Linked DNA regions of Pan troglodytes: region 1 is linked to region 2. Evidence: chromatin contacts called from public Hi-C data. All regions are on one chromosome and are shown on one strand. Each heading gives the region's core, a stretch centred on a gene start, on an enhancer-like site or on the middle of the called end of the contact. The rest is flanking DNA. Distances are from core to core; before and after follow the strand shown.

Evidence for each region. A called contact is a pair of places that touch in the nucleus more often than the background predicts.
Region 1: a Hi-C map of induced pluripotent stem cells shows a contact between it and region 2, with 3 times the contacts expected there. The contact joins two enhancer-like sites. A contact is called at or near these places in 3 of 7 Hi-C or Micro-C datasets (induced pluripotent stem cells and stem cell-derived neural progenitor cells).

What each region holds. Positions count from the first base shown.
Region 1 is chr17:23,851,352-23,855,924 of NHGRI_mPanTro3-v2.0_pri, reverse strand. It overlaps LAMA1 (laminin subunit alpha 1), which reads right to left. Exons shown (of 63, transcript XR_010152023.1): 10 at 3,443-3,603; 11 at 2,177-2,317; 12 at 943-1,116. Among named protein-coding and RNA genes, the nearest start is that of LAMA1, 77 kb to the right of the region's middle. Within about 2 kb of position 1,809, at least 3 of the 24 cell types and tissues checked have an H3K27ac peak or open chromatin away from gene starts, as enhancers often do. A contact at or near this core is called in induced pluripotent stem cells, where this site is marked.
Region 2 is chr17:23,718,404-23,722,856 of NHGRI_mPanTro3-v2.0_pri, reverse strand. No RefSeq gene overlaps it. Among named protein-coding and RNA genes, the nearest start is that of LAMA1, 56 kb to the left of the region's middle. Within about 2 kb of position 2,241, at least 2 of the 24 cell types and tissues checked have an H3K27ac peak or open chromatin away from gene starts, as enhancers often do. A contact at or near this core is called in induced pluripotent stem cells, where this site is marked.

The DNA.
Region 1 (4,573 bases), core at 560-3,059, 130 kb before region 2:
GTGATATCAAGAGAAAAAAAATCATTGAACTCTGTTGATAAAATCATATAAATACAGCACATGTTCTAGGATTATAATTTGATGAAAAAATAATTTTCAAAAATAAATACTCCTTAAAAATATACAAAACAAGTTTTAAAATGAAAATATCATCAAATTAAATAGAAGCGTACCAAGCTACAAGACTACACTAGCATGCCTGTATGCCATTACTTTAAAACAAAACAAAACAAAGAACCCGGGAAGGTAAGCAGGGAGCTATAATAATTGAGATGCATTCTCGGGAATAAATTTTCGTATCAATCAGAATCTGGAGAGATGCAGCATAACTGGGGATGGGGAATGGGAACACATCATTGCAAGGAAGGCCCAAGCTTACAAACCAACCTCCACATTGCAGAATCACCAGTTTGCATTTTCTTGAAATATAACAAAAGCAGAAAGTATTCCATCTGTTCCTAAATGTGAGCTTCAGATGAGCACAGCCTGCCATGGTACTCAAAGTGAGGGAGCAGCACAGCAGTCCCATTGCTGGAACCTTCCCTGGGTTGTTTCTTGTATGCCAGGCCCTCCACTAAGCCATGGAGGCTCTAAGCTGAGCCTATGGCAAACTAAACAAAGCGGGAATGTGAGGAACACTTCATAAACAAGTGATCCAGGGACCCAGAAAGTTTATCTCAGAGAGGGGGATGAGACTTCACCAAACACACTGCTCAGGAACCAGACCAGAAGAGCAGAAGTTCTTATTTGAATAATACAACATAAAGTTTAACAAGGCTAGAAAACCTTCTTTGTATCATCAGATCCAAGTACAGGCTATGAAATGCTGTCCAACACTCAGGTGCCCTATGAGACTACCTAAAATGCAAGCAGCGCAAGTTCCTTCTCAGTGTTCCCTGAGATCTTCATCTGAGACATCGCTACCTGCAGGGTCACACGCACCTTATTTCCAAGGTAGGCCTCGGGGGCTGCCCAGTAGTACTTGGGAGCCAGTCTCTGCATGACCGCGGTGTTGTTGATGCTGACCTGATGGCGCCCGCCTAGTGCATCTTGCTGAGACGGGATCTTCCTGGGACTGATCAAGTCGGTGACCAGCCACCCGGACATACTGTTTACCTTAAAAACAAATTCAAGAATTTTGAAGTATGAAATAGAACTTACCTTAGATTTCACCCAGTGCAGCACTAATATTTTCACAATGAAGAAATGGGCCAGAAAGCTTCTCTAGGGACGGCATTAACATAACACCTGTGGCTGCTGAACCTCATGACCCTTGACCCTTCCACTTGTAAAGGACCAGGAGGACCTGAGAACAAGTCTCACTACTCCAAATCCAGATCCAGTGTAAGCAAATAAATGAGCAAAACCATAAAGGCCATGGGTATAGATTTTAGATTTAAAACAGCAAAGAACATCATAAACGCATTCAGCAAAATGTCTCTTGCTAACTCTGACTCCCTCTTCTTCGTTGCCCCCTGCTTTTTACCCAAATGCTGAAAAATGTACAAAGATAACCTCTAGATCTTATACTCCCAATGTGTCACCGACATAGAGGTGATGGTACTCCCCACAGCATGGTGGCCACAGCAGTCACTGCTGGGTAAGTCCCTACCGAGCAGCTCCTCCCTTGCCTGCAGCCATCACACCATCTCCACCTCTCCTAGCCACCACTGGACACCCCTGTTGAACCCATCACCCCAGAACTCCCTGTTCCGGAAACAACTTGGCCTGCATTCCTAAACCCTACACCACGTGCCGCTGTTCCCACCCTTGCCACTGGAGGGCCTCCTACTCCTTAGCCTCTTTGAGCTGGAAAATCCCCATGGCCCCACGGCCCTCTGGGCTCCCAGGCCTGAGAGCAGCAGGGGCGGGCGGAGGGAGAGCCGACCTCCCCACCCAATCCATTTCCCCACAGAAGAAATTGAAACAAGACGTGTTCTCTAGTGCCACATCATCCTGTTTTTTCTATATAGAAATGTGTGTGGGAGTAAACACATGACCTATAAAGAACCTTGAGAGGCAGACGGCTGCCTTTGACCCACGTCAGTATCATTGCATAGCGATGAGAGTGGTGTCACAGGGGAAGTCATCCTCATTTCCTCCTCACACAGCTCGTGCCAAGCTTGTGCAATACGACCTGCTCATTAAATCCCGCCTCGCAGATGGCGCCTCCCACCTGACCAACAGGCCAAGAGAGGCTGCTGCAGACATCAGAAACGCCAAAGCAGAAGCACTCGGAGCAGCCCCGGGGGTTTTTTTCCTTCAAGTTATAGAATCCTGGCTTGCAGCGATCACAGGCCTTCCCCTCAACGTTTTCCTGTAAGTTAGGGTAAAAGATTAGCTTTTGAAACCAATGTGTCTGTCCAGAGAGAATAAAATGACATTAACAAGATAGGTGTTCGGTGATCCACAGAGACAGGTGAATAAACGTCCAAAGTAAAGGTGAGGCCTCATAAAGTCAATATTTCCAGAATAGAGATTTTGAATTATATATAATTTGATTTTGTACTCAAGAACAAGGCTGGAGATCTTAGAACTTGGTCATTCCATTTAAATTGTTTTGTTTTGTTTTAAATCTTTCATTTTTTACTGATCTTGCCAGCATTTCAAAATCTGAAGAGAGCTATAGAATTTTCTCGTATTCATAAATGCTCAAGATTATTTCCAGTAGTATATAACATGTGCCTAAGACTGCACAGGTGGGAATAAGCACATAGGTACAATGGAATGTCCTATGAATTATGAAGAAATTGTTATTAATACTGTAAGGCCAAATAAAACCCCTCACTGGCACCATATTAATGCATTTCTTATGACTATTCAACTCCTTTTTAAGAGACACTCAAAATAGCATATCTGCGTTTAATTGGTGTTCTCAGAAATTTAATGTTAATCTGGTTCTCTTCCGAATACAAAGCTGGAAAAGAATACCATAGAATTAAGCTAGGGGTCAACAGCATCTCTTTTGCAACTACTCAACTCAGCCTTTATTGGTTGAACATAGTCATAGAAAATACATAAGCAAATGGATACAGCTCTGTTCCAATAAAACTTTATTCACAAAACAGGCAGTGTGTCAGATTTGGCCCACGAGCCATAGTTTACCAAGTCCTGGTTTAAAGAAAGAAAACAGAGATGAGGCCCACAGAGGAGGTGGGAATATAAAGGTATGCAGTGTTTGGTGTCCTCTAAGAAGTCACAGAAATGCCTCTGGAATATATCACCATTACCAGAGGTACAAAAAAAGCAAGCCAGATGCCCATGTGAGTCCAAGCATATATAATACAGCCAACTCGGTGTGGCTTGGAGAGAAGGGGCAAGGGGAGTTCTGCTTAAACCTTACCACTTTGCTCAAGAACTGATCATTGGAGCCAATGGAAAACACTCCTTTTCCAGAGAAGCTCAAAGGAAGCTCAGGGGTGTCTCTGACCTCCCCACTTACCTTACAAACACAGGGCCCTGTGCAGGGCTCATCACTGGCACTGCCCACTGGGTTGCACCCACAGGAGACACAGGTCGGGTAATCCTTATAGCCAAGTTGGCAGCGATCACATTTTTCTCCTGTATAACCTTCCTTACATGGGCACTGACCTGGCCGCTTCCCTAGAAAGACAACAATGGCAATGACCCAACATGAAGGCAACAGAGGTTTAAAGCAGGGGTTGGCAAACGTTTTCTGTAAAGGGTCAGAGGGTGTCTATTTTAGGCTTTTTGGCCTCAGAGTCTCATTTGCAGCTGCTCGGCTCAGCCGTTATTGTTTGAACACAGCCATAGAGAATACACAGGCAAATGGCTATATCTCCGTTCCAATAAAACTTTATTCATAAGAACAGACAGTGTGCTGGATTTGGCCCATGGGCCATAGTTTGCCAATTCCTTGTTTAAAGAAAGAAAACAGAGATGAAACCCATGGAGGGAGCTGGGAATATAAAATGGTAGAGTGACTTTGGAAAACCTTTTGACACTTCTTCAAAATGTTAAGTATAGAGTTGCCATAAGATCCAGCAACTGCACTCCTAAGTAAACACCCAATAAAATAATGAAAACATACACCCACAAAAGTCCCTAGTAGCATTGTTCATAATGGCCCCAAAGTAGAAACAATTCAAATGTTCATCAACTGATGAATGGATATATGAAACATGGTATGTCCATACTATGAAATATTATTTGGTAATAAAAAGGGTTGAAATACTGATACGTGGTACAACACGGATGACCTTGAAAACATTATACTAAATGAAAGAAGCCAGTCACCAAAAACCAACATATTTGGTTCCATTTCTATGTAATATTCAGAATAGGTAAATCTGCAAAGAAAAAGCTAATTAACGATTGCCAGGGGCCGGGAGAAGGGGCTGGAGGAAAGTAAGAAGTGACAGCTAGTTTGTAAGGGGCTTCTTTATGGGATGATGAAAATGTTCGACTCTTAGATTGTGGTGATGGTTGCACCAATACACCAAAACAATGAATTGTAGACTTCAAATGGGAGAACTGTATCATTGTAAATTATAAAACTGTTTTGTAAAAAAAAAAAGCACAGAGGCAAGTGGCAGAGAGCAGCAAGCACTAT
Region 2 (4,453 bases), core at 992-3,491:
CCAGCTTGATTACAAAGTTTTTTGGTGGCCCCTTAAGTTTTGTGCCAAGTGGAGCTCCTCAGCGCCTCACTAACCTGGCCCTGAGGGGTGGAGCCACGACTGGGACGCAGACAGCCTGGCCCACTAGTCCAACAGACCCCAAAGCCCCCGACAAAGTAGTTCCTGTGGTTTACTTGGGAGACCTTGGGAGGTGAGTCAAGCATTCCTTCATCTGCCTCTGCCGGCCAACGTGAATACACCTCTATACACAGCAGGCACTGTGTCATCGTTAAGATGTGCAAACAGATGGCGCAGCATTAGGTACCTTACCTCCGTCTGCACAGCTAGCTAGCTTGGGTCTGACCCTAGGACTCTGTTGCCAAAGCCAAACTGTGGTAAACATATGTGGTGTCTTCAGCTGAAACTAGACAAACATAGGCCTAGAATAACGGTTTTACCCTGAAAAGAAACCAAACATACACAGAAAGGGTAAATAAAGGCACAGGCAGGGAGGGGAGAAACAAGAGGCGTGGGAGGGGAGCAACTGGCAGAGGAATGGAGACGGGGTGGGGAAGGGGAGGTAAGAGAGATGGGGGAAGTGAATGGGAGGCCCCTTAGGGATGCCGTTCATAGCAGAGGGCTCCAGAATTGAGCGTGTGTGGTTTTGCATGCGCTCTCCATGACAGCCCTGTGAAGCACACGGAAGAGACTGCAGGCGGGGAGCTGTGAGGCTGGACATGCGGCAACCTGCTTGCCCAAGGATATGCCGGGAGGTGAGCCTGGGTCTCTCAGGCCACGCCTGCGGCACATCTGATTTCTCCATGAATGCTGAAGTCCTTTGAGGGCTGAGAATAGATTCTGATAAGATTAACAGCAAGAACTTGCTATCTTCCAGGCCTTGAGGTGAGGCAACTATCCCCAAATCTCACACACCATAAGCGACAGAGCCCTGGAGAGCCCAGGCAGACCAGCTCTGCTTGGCCACGCTGCCTCATCCGCCTCTGGACCAGGGCTTTCTTGTACCAGATTGAGAACTGGGACTGTCTACACCACACAGCTCACTGTCTACATGAACGTGACTTCACTGGCGTGTTTGTCCTCGTCAACATGAGTTTACTATTCCAGAAAACTCTTGCCACAGAGCTGTAGATAACTTTATCTTTTCAGCGTCTTCTGGAAAGACCCATCAGCTTTTCAATACAAAACATCAAACCCTCTCAAGTCTCTTTTAACCCTGCCTCAGAATCACCGGTTTGCTGTGTCATCCCGAAATCCTCACCTATTACAACATGGTCCTCACCCAAGCCTAATCAAGGCCCCATTCAATGGGAAAACCCACCTGGAATCAGACTTCAGCATCTCAATAAAAATGCCAGCTTTGTCCTCCTGCCTCTGCCTCATCTTCCTTAGAGTCAGAATCTACAGGGCTTTGTGTGTTTATCAACAGATTGTTTCGGTGACACCTTGGGGAGTTAGCATTTGATAACACAGAAAGAAAAGAGAAAAGGGAAATTAAAAAAAAATTGGGGGTCAGGCACTGTGGCTCACGCCTGTAATCCTAGCACTTTGGGAGGCCGAGGCGGGTGGATTGCCTGAGGTCAGGAGTTCCAGACCAGTGCGGCCTACATGGTGAAACCCCGTCTCTACTAAACATACAAAAAAATTAGCCAGGTGTGGTGGTGTGCGCCTGTAGTCCCAGCTACTCGGGAGGCTGAGGCAGGGGAATTGCTTGAACCAGGGAGGTGGAGGTTGCAGTGAGCCGAGATCACGCCACTGCAATCCAGCCTGGGAGACAGAGCGAGACTGTATCAAAAAAAAAAAAGAAAAAAAAAAAAAGAAGAAGGACTGTGGGGACATTTCACAAGGGACAAGTGATTATGCCATCTCCCAGTAGTGAAATTCCACCATTTGGGCATGGTGCCCAGATGACACCTGGGACTTTTTTGCAGTTTAGCAGAAGTGGCGGCTGGCCCTGGAATCCAGGGCTGCATTTGCCACCCTTGGGCTCCTTGCATGGGAAGTTGCCGATTCCTAGGAAAGCTATAGTTTCCCTCCTGTGCCCCGAAGGGAATGTTGCATCTGCTGCAATTTGCCTTTGACAGGAAAACACTCCCTCCTTCAGCACCCCACACCCACACCCTCTCCCTTGTCTTCCAACAGTGCCTGGGCAAGGAAGCCTGGGCTCTGCAGCTGGGGCCTGTGCTGCTCTCGGTGTCCTTGGCCTCTAAGCCACAGTGACTGTCACCCTGGTCATTGATCACTGCTGCCATCTGCTGCCACCACCCTCTTAGGTCAGCTGGCCCAGTGTCTCCCTGCTGGCCTGGCCCCACCTCCCTCTCCAAAGAGCGGAAGCCAACTGTGACTCCATGCGCTCCCCAGCCGGGGCAGTTGCTCTGCTGTGTCGGCCTATGGGGCCCAGGTTTTTCCCTCATAGCAACCACTGTCCCCCTCAGCTCATCCTCCCGCATGTGAGTGGCCTTCTGGACCCTCCATGTGGCCCACGCCAGGATTAGGGACCCGCCGGGCATCCCAGGAGCTGAGGGAGAACTGGGCAGCTGAAGATGTGTCCTTCCATGCCCAGTGATGCTACGGATTGCACACTAACAGGAACCTCATGTTGGATCAAGAATGCTAAGAGGTTTTCTGCCCAGAATCCCAATGGGAAGCAGGACAAGGGAGCTTCTGCCCTCAGCGCCCATCAGCCTGTTCATAGTCAGGCCACAACCCGGTGGCCAGGAGGGACAGTCAGGCCTGTCTCAGTCTGCTGCAGGTGTCATAGCAAAGAATCATGGGCTAGGAGGCTGAAGCAACAGAAACTTATTTCCTCTCAGTTCTGGAGGCTAAAGTCCAAGACCAAGGTGTTGGCAGGGTTGGGTTCTGGTGAGGTCTCTCCTTGGCTTGGATGGCTGTCTTTTCCCTGTGTCCTCAATGGTCTTCCCTCTGTGTGGGTCTCTATGTCCAAATTTCCTCTTCTTACGACATCAGTCAGATTGGATCAGGGCCCACCCTAATGACTTCATTTTACCTCGATCCCCTCTTGAAAGAGCCCCCTGCAAACACAGCCATATTCTGAAGCACTGGGGTTTGGACTGCAGCAGATGAGTTGGGGAACACAGTTCAGCCCTTAAGAGACCCCTTCTCTACCGTCTCCCCCGAGCTCCAGCCTGTTCCCTGCACGAGCCAGTAGCTCCCATTGTCCCTCCTTTCTCTTTCTAGATGGAAGTTTTCTTAACATTTCTCTTTTTCTTTTTTCTTTTCTTTGAGCTAACATCTCATTCTGTCACCCAGGCTGGAGTGCAATGGTGCCATCATGGCTCACTGCAGCCTCAACCTCCCAGGCTCAAGCAATCCTCCCGCCTCAGCCTCCCAAGTAGCTGTGACTACAGGCTTGTGCCAGGTTCCTTTTTGTACTTTTGGTAGAGAGGGGTTTCACCATGTTGCCCAGGCTGGTCTCAAATGCCTAGGCTCAAGCCATCCGCCTGCCTTGGTCTTCCAAAATGCTGGGATTACAGGTGTGAACCACCATGCCCGGTCACATTTCTCTTTCTTTCTTTCTTTTTTTTTTTTTTTGAGACAGAGTTTTGCTCTTGTTGCCCAGGCTGGAGTGCAATGGCGTGATCTCGGCTCACCGCAATCTCCACCTCCTGGGTTCAAGCGATTCTCCTGCCTCAGCCTCCCCAATAGCTGGGATTACAGGCATGTGCCACCACACCCAGCTAATTTTGTATTTTTAGTAGAGACTTGGTTTCTCCATGTTGGTCAGGCTGGTCTTGAATTCCCAACCTCAGGTGATCCGCCTGCCTCAGCATCCCAAAGTGCTGGGATTACAGGCGTGAGCCACCGCGCCCGGCCCACATTTCTCTTTCTGATCTACCTTCCCCACTTCCAAAATGGTCTAGTGACTGCTATGGGACGTGACTTCCAGGGGAAAGAAGTGAGAAATCCATTAGTTAAACGTTTTCGACGAATCATCCTCCTTACCTTCAAGTGAGACTGAGGATACCCACAGATAGGCCTGGAAACTGAGTTGAGGAAAAAGGAGGTTGATAAAAAATGGAGCGTGCAGGAGCAAACACGGGGACCCTGAGAGCAGATGTGCTCCAAGAAGATTCTAGAATTGGGGGAAGACATCCAAATGCGCTGAGATTCTGCAGTTACAAAACGGGTTTATCAAGCCAACAAAAATTCATCTGTCAGTATTCATATAACCTCCTGGTGAGGGCTGGTGAGGGCTGGGTATAACCAGGATTTTTTGAATTGGATTGAAAAAGAGAAAAAAGTAAAAAGTAGGCCTTGTTGATTGACAACATTTTCATGGCCGTTTATTCTTTAATAAGCAGTTTTGGGGCCATTCATCATGTAACTCTTAACCTACTCTCCCTTTCAACTTTAATGAAATGTGTTCCTTGTATGGAATTTTCATAATTTTACTTTCTCTGTTAGAGAAGTTGTTAGGATTTGATGATGAGCTGTA